2 separate regions of the Arachis hypogaea genome follow, and region 1 is linked to region 2. A link is a contact called in public Hi-C data. All regions are on one chromosome and are shown on one strand. Each heading gives the region's core, a stretch centred on a gene start, on an enhancer-like site or on the middle of the called end of the contact. The rest is flanking DNA. Distances are from core to core; before and after follow the strand shown.

Region 1 (5,981 bases), core at 2,442-4,941, 130 kb before region 2:
AGAATATGAGCAAGCTTTTCAAGACTTTAAGAACTTCCTGAGTCAGCCACCCATCCTTACCCAACCTAAAAAAGGAGAGGAGCTCATACTATACCTGGCAGTTGTAAGCAAGGCCATAGCCTCCGCTCTCACTCGAGAAGACAAGAACGGACAACAACTAGTCTACTTTACCAGTAAAGTCCTACAAGGGGTAGAAGTAAACTATCAAAAAATAGAAAAGTTCGCTTATGCCCTCGTTCTCGCCTCTCAAATACTCCGACCTTATTTCCAAACCGATACCATAAAACTCCGAATTAGTCAACCTATAAAGCACATCCTCCAAAAGATGGATATCATGGGTTGGATGCTATAATGGACCCTGGAACTGTCCAAGTGCGACCTGAAATATGAAACTCATACAGCGATCAAATCACAATACCTGACCGACTTTTTGGCCGAGTATACAAGAGTCCAAGGAGATTCTATAGCCTGGCATCTGTATGTAGATGGATTATTAAACAAAGTCGGAAGTAGAGCAGAAATCATTGTTGAAAATGAAGAAGCAATTCGGATAGAACTTTCACCAAAATTTGAGTTTCCAGCCTCTAACAATCAAGTAGGGTATGAGGCCATGCTTGCTACTTGAGGCTAGCCAAAGAAGTCGGGACAGTAAAATTAATAGTCTTCAGTGACTCTCAACTAATAACTTCTCAAATAAATTGGACCTACCAGGCTAAAAATTCCAACATAAAGAAATACTTAAAAGAAACACTAGAACAATTAGCTCAATTCCAAGCAACAGAAGTCAGGCACATAACTCGAAAGTTAAATAGCCGTACCAATGCCCTCTCCAAATTGGCCAGCACCAAGCTAGGGGACAATAACTGAAGTCTAATCTTAGAAAAATGAATAATAATAAAAAATTCAAAAAATTTAAATATAAAATTATGAAGTAATTTTATAATCATGATATATTTTAAATGTATTAAATAAAAAAATGTGACAAATATAAACTTACTTGAAAGAGTTTTCGTTAATTGGTATGAGAAATTAAGAAATAAAGAGTAGTAGAGTCTTATGTAGCATATATAAATAGACCAAATAATGTAGTACTAAGAGTATTAACATGTATAAGTTGTAGAATCTCAATATTTGTAACTGAAACTTTTAATAATAATTATTATTATGATACTTTTAATGTACATTTATTATATTTAATTTTTAATTTATGTTTTAATTGAATAATAAGAGATATTTTTTAATTTTTTAAAAACTTTTTACTAAAAGATGATTAGTTAATTTTCAAGTTTTGCTAAGTAAACAGAATTGCTGAGATAGTATCATTAAAAGAGAAAATATGGCTTCAGCACAATACAAAAGAACTTAATATTATCTTTTATAATAAGAATAGATGGTTAGTTCTACCTAGGGGTGCACATGGGCCGGGTGAAGCCGGGTTTGATGTGACCCAGACCCGGCCCGAAATATACACCGGGTCTATTTATTAGACCCGAACCCGGCCCTAGACCCGATGAAACCAATACACTTTCGGGCCACAATTATATCGGGTGAAAACCGGACCGTTAACATTACATTACGTTGATACCTTCCTGTAAGCTAGCATGTAAAAAAATTTAAATTTCCAAGACTCCAACCATTAGTTAACATGGTAAAATTCACTTAGAAAAATATAACAAGAACTAACCCTTCTTTAAAATTAAAGCATAACCACAATCAATACTAATATTGTCTAATAATACCAAATATTTAAATCAATACAAATAACACAATCTTATGTATTAGTCTAAAGTCTTATGCATTCTAAACATAAAACATTAATTCATAGTCTTATAATGACTAATAATACAAAATATTAAGGTTTACAATACTTAAATTCCACATAAGAATAGTCATAATCTATCACTAATAATACAAAATATTAATTGTGTATGATGACCGGGCCACCGGACCAACTTCGGGTGACCCGAGATATGGCCCGGACCCGACCCAAAATAATGACCGGGTCTATTTTTGAGACCCGTACCCGACCCTAGACCCGATGAAATCACACCAAATTAGTCCCTAAAGTGTTCGGTGTCGGGCCGGGCCTTCGGACCGGGCCGGGTCTGTGCACCCCTAGTTCTACCAAAAAGAAAAGAGAAACAAAGAAAGAAAGAAATGGAGCAAATAAATAGGATAAAACAAATAGATAAAAGAAATGACATCTAAAATTATATGGATGTCCTGAAACCAAAAATGTTACATGCATGTCTTATTTGTGTTTCTATGTAAATCAAATCAAAAAAATTTGATTTAAAACTTCTCATAGTAAAACGAATAAGCAAGATTTGAATTAGTATGCAAAGAGGTAAATTGAGACATGCAACTTCAAATTAGTAGGACAAAACCTTAAAATGAGGTAGGTTCGTACTAAATCTAAACATGCACAGATGAATAAGTACCAACAAGCATTGAATTAGAGGCTTTTGGCATTATTAATAATTAAAGATTTCGGTTCGATCTTCCTGAACTACATATCACATCTCCAAACTTGGCCAATAGCTCATAGTTCTCACCTCAGAAACTGACGACAATAGTGAAACAAAACTTGCAAATCTTCGTCACTGTCTATCACAAAGGAGTCGTACTTCACACCATCTCGTACAACAGAAATTGAAATTTTATAAAATTACTTTTCCACCCGTTTCACACCATGCAGTCCCAGTTTTTAGATTATAGTATGTTAAAACTCAACAAAATTCGTTGAAGATTTGATAAACACACTCAACAGATCCTTATCTGTAAATTTTATTTCCTCTCACGTTTTTTCTTAATTATCTCTCTATAATGCACAAGAACTAGAAAACTATCATCACTAGCCATTACAAGTTCTACTCTAATGAACCAAAAACATTCTGATTATATTTATATAGATTGTATCTTGTAGTAAATTGAATTACTTAAATTCGATTCATATATTCTCTTCAATATACTAATAAATCGAATTTTTTATATTTGAATTACTTGGTGTCGTAATTCGATTTAGACGTCTCTAATAAATCAAGTTAGTATAATTCGATTTATCTTAATACATGTAAATCGAATTAGTGTATTTTGATTTACAGCAACATATAGTAAATTAAACTAAAGCATTTCAATTTACAATAACACATATTAAATCGAATCAACATATTTTGATTTACATAAAGTTATAGTAAATCAAATTAGGTGGTTTTGATTTACATATAAACATAACGAGGTATGCATGTAATATTTTTGGTTTCAGGATCTCCATATAATATTAAATGCCATTTCTTTTATCTATGTATTTTATCCCAAAAAATATACTAAAACTAATTATTCTGTCAGTTGCATTCTGACGTTGATATTTGTTATACTTTTCCCTTCAGATAGTAATTAAGTAACAACAACGTTACAATTAGGAAGCGGGATTAATCAAATACTTCAGAATATAAAGTAAATTAAATTTTGTGGTTCAACCTGTGGCGAAGTTGAATCTGGAAAGAACAGATTTCCAGGTGATCAAAGAAATTGCACAATCATCATAAATGAATAGAAGATCATATACTTCTCTATACAAAAATCAACAAATGATATATAAAAAAATTACGTTAATTTTTTATATTGTTACTTTATTATTAAAATATATAAATTTACTTAGATATTAAAAATGTTGTACTTGAATACATTAAAATTATGGTTAATTTGCCCATACAAAGAACGTGTGTTTTAGAGATTTGGTTCACACAACAATCCCTGTAGTGAGGTGATATATCAGAAATGAATCTGGTGAGAAAATTTTATATAAATCTATGCAGAAAACAAGACGATTGGTTGAAAAGAAAACAAGTTAAGTGGTCGTGTTTGATGTGTGGATGAACATATACACAACAATCTAGAAGTACAACACAGCCCAAGCTTCAATCTACATTCATTCCTTCATTCCCACAGCTACTAAACCTACAACCTCTTACCCTCACCTAACCTAGGCACCTCAACCAAACCAGCTTCGGCTTCGGCTTCGGCTTCGGGCTCCCAATACTGTTCCTTTGTTGCTTTAATAAAGATATAATTTTGAGTGCAGCGTTTTGATTTGCTTAGTTTGGCTTAGGAATTGGTTTTTATCAATGTTGAGCACCTCTACTCCTTCTTCTTACTCTGGGTTTTGTCGCTTCTTTCTTCCAATTAAGCCATCTCCCCGACCCCCCACCCTAAACCCCTTTCGGATCTTCGATTCTCGTCAACGCTCTCCAACCAACGTAAGCATTATCTCCAATCACCTCACTTATCTTTTTCTGTTGAAAATCGTTGCTTTCGATTGCATTTTTCTGTTAAAGAGGGGGTAAAAGGGGGGAAAGGGGGGGGGGGGGATTCCTTGTTTTGTCGAGGGTTTTGTGTTTTCTGAAGTAACCAGTGACATTCAATTATCCTAATGGGGCATTTTCAGATTTGAGCTCTTATTACTACTTGATGTTTATTTGTGGAGTTATTAGTGAAAGAGACGGCAAATAATTATGTGAATGTGCTTCTAGTGATTTGTTTGTGTGCTTTTGTTTTTCTTGCAGAAATTGAGTATTTCGTGCTTTAGGCAAGAACACCATTCTCCGGAAACACCCAAGCCTGAAGTTATAGAGCACTATCTCCCCGAGGAATTGGTGCAATCTGAATTCAATCACACTAGTGTCGCTAAAAGTGACCGGAAATCGAATCTCCAGAAGGTATCACTATGTCTCTACTTCGCTTTCATAACAGATAGTGTTCTATGTTGATCCATCTTGTATTGCTTCAAGCCTCGTGTTCCCAGAATCAGTGTTGTCAGAAACAATTGTCATATAAGTTGAAAATTTAAGAGTTCTCTTATCATATTGTGACATATAATTGTGGCAATATGTCAAAATTTACTGGGTATGAACTATGAAGCATTGAGACATTCTGCGTCCACTCAAAATGCACTTACAGAAGCCAATCATTGTCTGGAAATGTATGTATGACTATTTGGCTTACTCCTCTGGAGTGGTAATGATAGCTGATAAAGTGCGAATTTTGGCTCTCAAATCTAGAGGCTGAAATATGTTTGGTCCACGTTTTAGCTCCTCCTGTCTAGTAGGAGAAGTGATTCTCTGTGATTAGGTGGTTGCACTAGACGGTGCCGGTAAATGGAATAATTTGGTCGACATGATGACTATCTGATTGTATTATTTGTCCATTGGTGAAGTGATGGAAAGGGAAGATGGATGTGGTTGCCTTTGATTGTATGAATACAATAATGAAAAGCGGATTTGTATTCCTCGACTGAGATTATTTGATCTTTAATCTTATGCTCTCTTGATTTTAATCCACATGCATCATTTTGTATCTCAGTTGATACATGAAGTTAGATTTTCTTGCAAGAAACACTTGTCAATGCACTTGTTGTTTTTGGTTGTATTCTAATTGCAATTTATCATATGTCAATTCCCCTGCCGCCAAAACAGTTTAAGGAAAGGCTTTTGGTGCTGTTGTTATAGTTATTGTGTCAATCTGCTTACCGAAATGCTTGATTTTCCTTCAGACTGCGGAGTTAGTATTCAAGGTATTTGGCAGCCGATGGGTTGTACCATGGAGTGCACTGACGATATTGCAAGTAAGTGCTTCTCTAACTTTGAGAGCGAGAACTGATTAAATAAATTGTGATTTTGTGTATCAATTCCTTAAGGTTGAGAAATTTTTGGTGATATGATACTGGTATGAAAGCCATGATGACAGGCCTATTGAACATAGTTAAATAACTAAATGTGTAAGTGCATTAAGCCGTGCATACATGTATGATGCAGGTGATGCTTCTTTGGACATCTGCGTTTTGGTTTATAGGAACCTGGATGATTCCTTTTGCAGCTCATGTATCTGGTCTCAGCAAGGAATCTTTGACATTGAGAGGACAGGCACTGTTTAGTCTCATCACTGATGTAACTGAGGGACTTGCTGGGATCGCGATTCTTCTT
Region 2 (5,740 bases), core at 615-3,114:
GATTCTTGTAAAAAGAAAGAGCTTCTTTTTGAAGGATATCAAGATCAGTTGACCAAGAGTCATCACCAACAAAGAAGCCATAAATTTTATTATGACTTTTGCACATCAGAAATTGCATATGGAAGAACTTTGTATTACGATCTCTATACTTCACCAATTGCTCGCACGATTTTTGATACCCTAAGTGTTCCTCCTAGAGTAAGGTTTGGTTAAGATCTTCATTGAGCTCTCTTTCTTTATCCCTTAGTAACAAGTCATCAGAGGTCTCTAACTAACTTTAAATGTCATTAATTTGATTTTTTAAATTCCTCTTTCTAACAAAAGTATTGCCAAAGATCTTGGTGTTAAACTCCAACGAGTCCTTCTAGACATCTCTAAAGAATTTTGAGTTCCAGACTTTTGGATAACCATCTAGTATTCGGGATGAGTAGACCACGCAGCTTGCAATCTAAATGGGCGGGCATCTCTTGGTTTAGGATTACCAAAGAAACGCACCAAAATAAGACAATGGTTTGAGTTCAATTTACTAAGCACCTCCAAATTAGTCTCAGGAAAAAGGAACAAACAAGCTTCATTAATTAAAACACGATCCAATTTCTTAGCAACATCTCAAAAATTCTAAATCCAATGGTACCAAGTGAATCTTCTATCATTTGAAGGAATGTCAAAGATACCACCAATATCCAACACATCAGCAAAATGAGAAGCTTTCTGCACAGAGAAAAAACCACTATTGCTTTCGATTGGAGACAACATTTCATTGAAGTCACAAAGAAGAAGTGATGCGTGCGCATCCTTTTTTTCTTTTCTTAGTGAATTTGAATTTGTTGAATTAAATTATGATTTAGGTGTTTTAAGCCACCATAAATACTACTTTAAGTTATTTTTTCAATTTGATTAATTTCAGGTAGCATTCGGATAAATTTGGCAGAGTTCAGAAAGAAAAAAGGAATCAATTTCATGCAACAAAGTGATGTCAAATTTCATCTAGCTCAAGTTTGGCACCAGTATCACTATAAAGCTCCAATTTGTTGCGACCATGGTGGCGCTAAATGTCACATCCCGGTGTTTGGCGCCAGGAACGTTGGAATGCGTGCGTCCTCATATGAACATGGTGCCAAACTTCACTTAGCTCAAGTTTGGCGCCAGTGTGCTGAAAGAGAAAAGCTTCCACGTGAATTACATCAAATCTTTAGGCTTTAATTCAATTTTTTTTTTGTGTTTTGAATTAAGAAAAGATATTTTTAGGTTTTAGAAATTTTATTTTACATTAATAAGGATTAGATATAAAAGGAGAAAATATCTTAGCCTAGGGTCCTTTCTTCTTCTCTCTTCCGTACTTTACACTTTTTTCAACTAGAATTCTTTTGCATCATGAACAACTAAATCTCCATTGTTAAGGTTAAGAGCTTTGTAAACAAGTAAATAGAACTATACGAATTTAAACTATAAAAATTAAATCCTAAATTCCATTATGCTTGAAATTTTAAGGAGCTTTATTTTTATTTTGGGCTAACAGGGAGGTTTATAAGGTAGGGTCCACTGATGTTGGGTTGGATCCGTATATCATTTGGGTCAATAGTCGAAGCTTATTTCCTGTGGTCTGGGCCTTCATTCTTGGACCTGGATACCTTCATGATTTCATCCATGGAAGAAGTTCTACGAATCATGGATTTTCATAATGGGCCAAACTTCACGGCTTTATTTTCTTTTCTCTTCTTTTGTTTTCTTTTTCATGTTGCTGAGTAGATTTCATCATTAATCATTTAATTTTCATGATATCATAGGCTAAATTTGCGTCTCAGTGAGGAGTGAGGACCGAGGAGATAAAACGAGGCATCAACGCATGCCTAAAGTAGCTTCTCACATTCTTGTGACTTGTGAGTAGTGATACCAAAACAAGTAACAAAGATTCTTTCTCAAACTCACACAGAGACAGGCGCCACGAGCCACTAAGCACAACACCCTTAAATCATCACTGCCACAGTTAATCAAAGACTTTTGAGTCTTCTCTCTCTCTCTCTCTCTCTCTCTCTCTAGACCCTGGAGTCATGCTTGGGACCCAAACCTCTGCATGCTTTCTTCTTTGTGGAAAGCAACCATCATTGGACTTGGTGCTCTATTTTCCATTAACATCCCCACTTATTCATTAGACGTCTTTGCCTTAAAACACTTATCTCCATTGCTTCTTTGCTCTTTTCGGTAGCTGCATATAGTGTTGAATGGGATCCTTCATCTCGTTCTTGATTTTCACCTTGTGTTGCTCCTCGTCCTTCTCATTGGTGCATAGCTTCGACAACACTGCGAGCGACTCACTCAATTCATTAGTCCAAGATTTCGCTTTACGATCATTCATCAAACACAGGCACCGCCATCAAACCGGTGCCGTCTACGATGCTCTTCTTCCTCGGAACCTTTCTGGCATGAATGCATCGGTGGTTCGCCTTCGAAGCCGGAGGCTCTGGAGCAAAGGTGCGAACTTCGGTTACTTTAGGATCCCACCAAAAACAGCGTCCATTCCCCATGTGAAGAGGTTGGCCATTGTGTACCAAGACTTTGGCAACTGGTCTTCCCGCTACTACAATTTGCCAGGCTATTCACTGATCTCTTCTGTTGTTGGATTCATGGTTTTCGATGCATCAAATGTAACGGACACAAATGTGAGGAACCTCATTCTCAACACAATGGGGAAACCCATATCTGTTATATTCCCCAATGTTACTTTCATGGGTGGCGTCATTTCAAGGGCAAGGTGTGTGGCCTTCCTCTCCAATGGAACATTCCATCTTACCGAGATGGGCTCCCATGGCGTGTGTTACTCCAGAGAGCAGGGTCATTTCTCAATTGTTCTGCCTCTGGAGAAGAAGAACAGGCCATGGTATCTGTGGCTGATTGGCTTTGTGGTTGGGTTTTTCGGGTTGATTGCAGTGGTTTATGTAGGGGTTCTTTGTTTGAGACTTGTGAAGGCTAAAAGAATTCAGGACATGGAAAGACAGGCCAATGAAGATCTGGTTCTTGAAAGTAGATGGGTTGGCAACAGTAAAATGCCTTCTGCAGCTGTCACAAGAACTCAGCCAGTTCTTGAGAGTGGTGTTCAGTAGTTTTTGTTTTTGTTAGTATTGGTTCAATTACTTTACTGCTTTTCTCTTTGATAAACAGGGATCTTCTATTATTATAAGCAATGAAGAAAGCATTTGTACCTTCATCATAACATGAAATTCCGGTTTTCTTTTTATACTAAGATCATACTACCTTGTTATTACTCTCTTCACTGTCTGGCACTATACTTATTTTTCGCCATGATAAACATGTATTCGATCGTCAAGGAATCATCAATGCCTTTCCCCTTCACATGAACCAATTTTAATCTTATCAACCAGTCTCATCTCAAACAATATGTAAACTGTAAGTCATCAAATTTAATAAATTTAGAAAAGGAATGTAAAAACTCCAATTCAGATACTACCTAGCAGAAGAAACAGTCAGAAAAGCAGTCCTTGACACCTAAAAATTGCCCAAAGAAAAAGTAGCTGAAATTTTTTTTGAAAAGAATCAATCTTGCCCAAGCATGTGATTTTGGGCAGAAGAAAGCTGAATTTAGACGAGGAGAGGAGCATGTGCACAAGCAGCTCAATTTTTCTATGGAAGCGAATCGAAATAGTCCGAGAATGCAACAATTTTGTGTGTTTATTGGTACATTGTGGGTCCCAACTCCCAAATATGTATATAATTATGGGGAATACTCCCACAAAGATGCTCTAAACATCTTTTTTAAAAGTCGTTGACATGTCAAAATGTAATTGGTAGTATTTCTTAGAACCAGATGAATTTGGATGGTTTACATAATTCAGTCTGAATTTATAATTCAGATCAGATTTATATAAATCGTCAGATTTTTATTTTTCTTTTTTCTTCAAAACACGATGTCGTTTATCATTTCTTTCTGAGCTCTCTCCTTCTCCTCCCTCAGTGTCACTGTCATTGAAGCTCTCTGTCATCTCTCTCACTGTGGCTTACTGTTCTCGCCTCCGGTCTCTCTCATTATCTCCCGTGTCGCATTCAAGCTTCTCGTCGTTCTCTCGGTTCCAGTCTCTCTCACCGTCTCCAGTCTCGCACTCAGTTGCTCGGCTTTCTTGCTCTCGTCGGCGGCGGCAGAAGCAACAGGTCCTGTTGCCGATCGTCGGACTTGTCACTATCATCTTCTTGGTTCGACTCTCGGCGTTAGCTTCCTCCTCGCCGTTAGCTTCCTCTTCGCCGTCAACCTCCTTTGCGCAACCAGAAGCTGGTCCCACCCAACCTAGAAGATCTGCATTGATCTCCTTCTTCCTCGAGCCAGAGGCGCTGGTTGCGTGGTTCCGTTGATCGGTTCTTCTCCCTTATCGCAGATGCTATCCATCTTCTACTCTCTTGCAACTCCCCGTGCCCCAAATAGTCGTCTTAGGTCCCATTTCTTCTTTCCATATCGCCACTTCTCCTTCTCTTGCTTAGTTTAGTTCATCTTCTTCCCACGGTTCTGTCCTTGTTGGTGCTCCGGCGACGCAGCGATTTAGATGAGGGACCCGACGATGTGATGAGAGAACTCCGTTTTCCAATATGCGACTTGTCTCCTCACCGTTTTCCACCCAGCTTCTGTCTCCATTAGCCTGCTTACTCGCCTTTGCCTGGATCTTCGCTGGCGGTGATGTTGTTTTGTCCGAGATCCATCGTTATTTTTGAAGTCTGGTTAACACTCAGTTTCTCAGCGGCATCATAATTCCAATTGTGTAATGTTTTTTTTGTTAGATGTAATGGATTAATTTTAGCTCACTCGATTTTTTTTAAGCATAAACGGTTCGAGCCCAATTGTATTTGTCCAAAAAATTGTTTTCTATGAAAGTAAAAAAATCGCTTAAGGTTCACCAAAAAAAATCGCTTAAAATGAATTAAATTATTCACAAATTTGGTTTTTTCATAATAATCGGTTTGAATGAACCAAAATATAAGTGAGGACACTTGTCAAATTCTCATGCATAGTCTTTAAAAAAAGTTATTTTGGGTGTATGTATGTAAGTGGTCTCCTATAATTATATAGGTAATGTTATAAATCCAAGTCTTTTTGTTACTCAAAGTGTAACAAAATTAGTCTAATATAATAAAAATTAGTTATAACTAGCTTTATTCTAAGTCTTATTATTTAATTTAGTTGGACTTTGATTCATAAAAAGACTTGGATGTGAAACATTATTATATAGGAAAAGTCTTGGGAGCTAGCAACTTTGTTAAATTCTGAGACCAGCAAAGAAAAGTGAATCATTGGATGAAATGTCACATCAATCTCATACCATTAAAATCTCATACCATTAAAATCATAACTATATATACATGAAGAACTTGTTCTTCTATATTGTAAGTTATAACTTGTAACAAACTACCTGAACAGTACTAACTAACTAAGAGACTAAACAGCTAACCAACTTAATTTAATACATATCTTCATAATAAACACATTCTTAGTCGTTTCTCTTTCAAACATTTATACCTCGTCAATTCAGATATCATGTGGGTGTATATTTATCAAACAGGAATACTAAGATTCAAGCAACTATACTATTCGTTTTATAAGTGTTTAAGGCACCTAAACAGTAATGCTTTCTTGCTTAGACATTGATAACAACATACTGCACCTGCATTCTACATTAATGATATGATGTTAAAAATGACGACAAAATAAAATAAAGAACGGACGTGATATTAATACTGG

The links. A called contact is a pair of places that touch in the nucleus more often than the background predicts.
Region 1: a contact with region 2 is called in a Hi-C map of leaf, with 2.6 times the contacts expected there. The contact joins the promoter of LOC112790826 here to the promoter of LOC112779270 in region 2. A contact is called at or near these places in 2 of 8 Hi-C or Micro-C datasets (both in leaf).

Annotation. Positions count from the first base shown.
Region 1 is chr3:102,572,188-102,578,168 of arahy.Tifrunner.gnm2.J5K5, reverse strand. It overlaps LOC112790826, which reads left to right and starts at 3,691. Exons shown (of 4, transcript XM_025833406.3): 1 at 3,691-4,259; 2 at 4,566-4,718; 3 at 5,552-5,623; 4 at 5,814-5,981. The coding sequence starts at 4,128.
Region 2 is chr3:102,441,788-102,447,527 of arahy.Tifrunner.gnm2.J5K5, reverse strand. LOC112779270 reads left to right here and starts at 1,864. Exons shown (of 1, transcript XM_025823523.3): 1 at 1,864-3,267. The coding sequence starts at 2,223. The coding sequence ends at 3,101.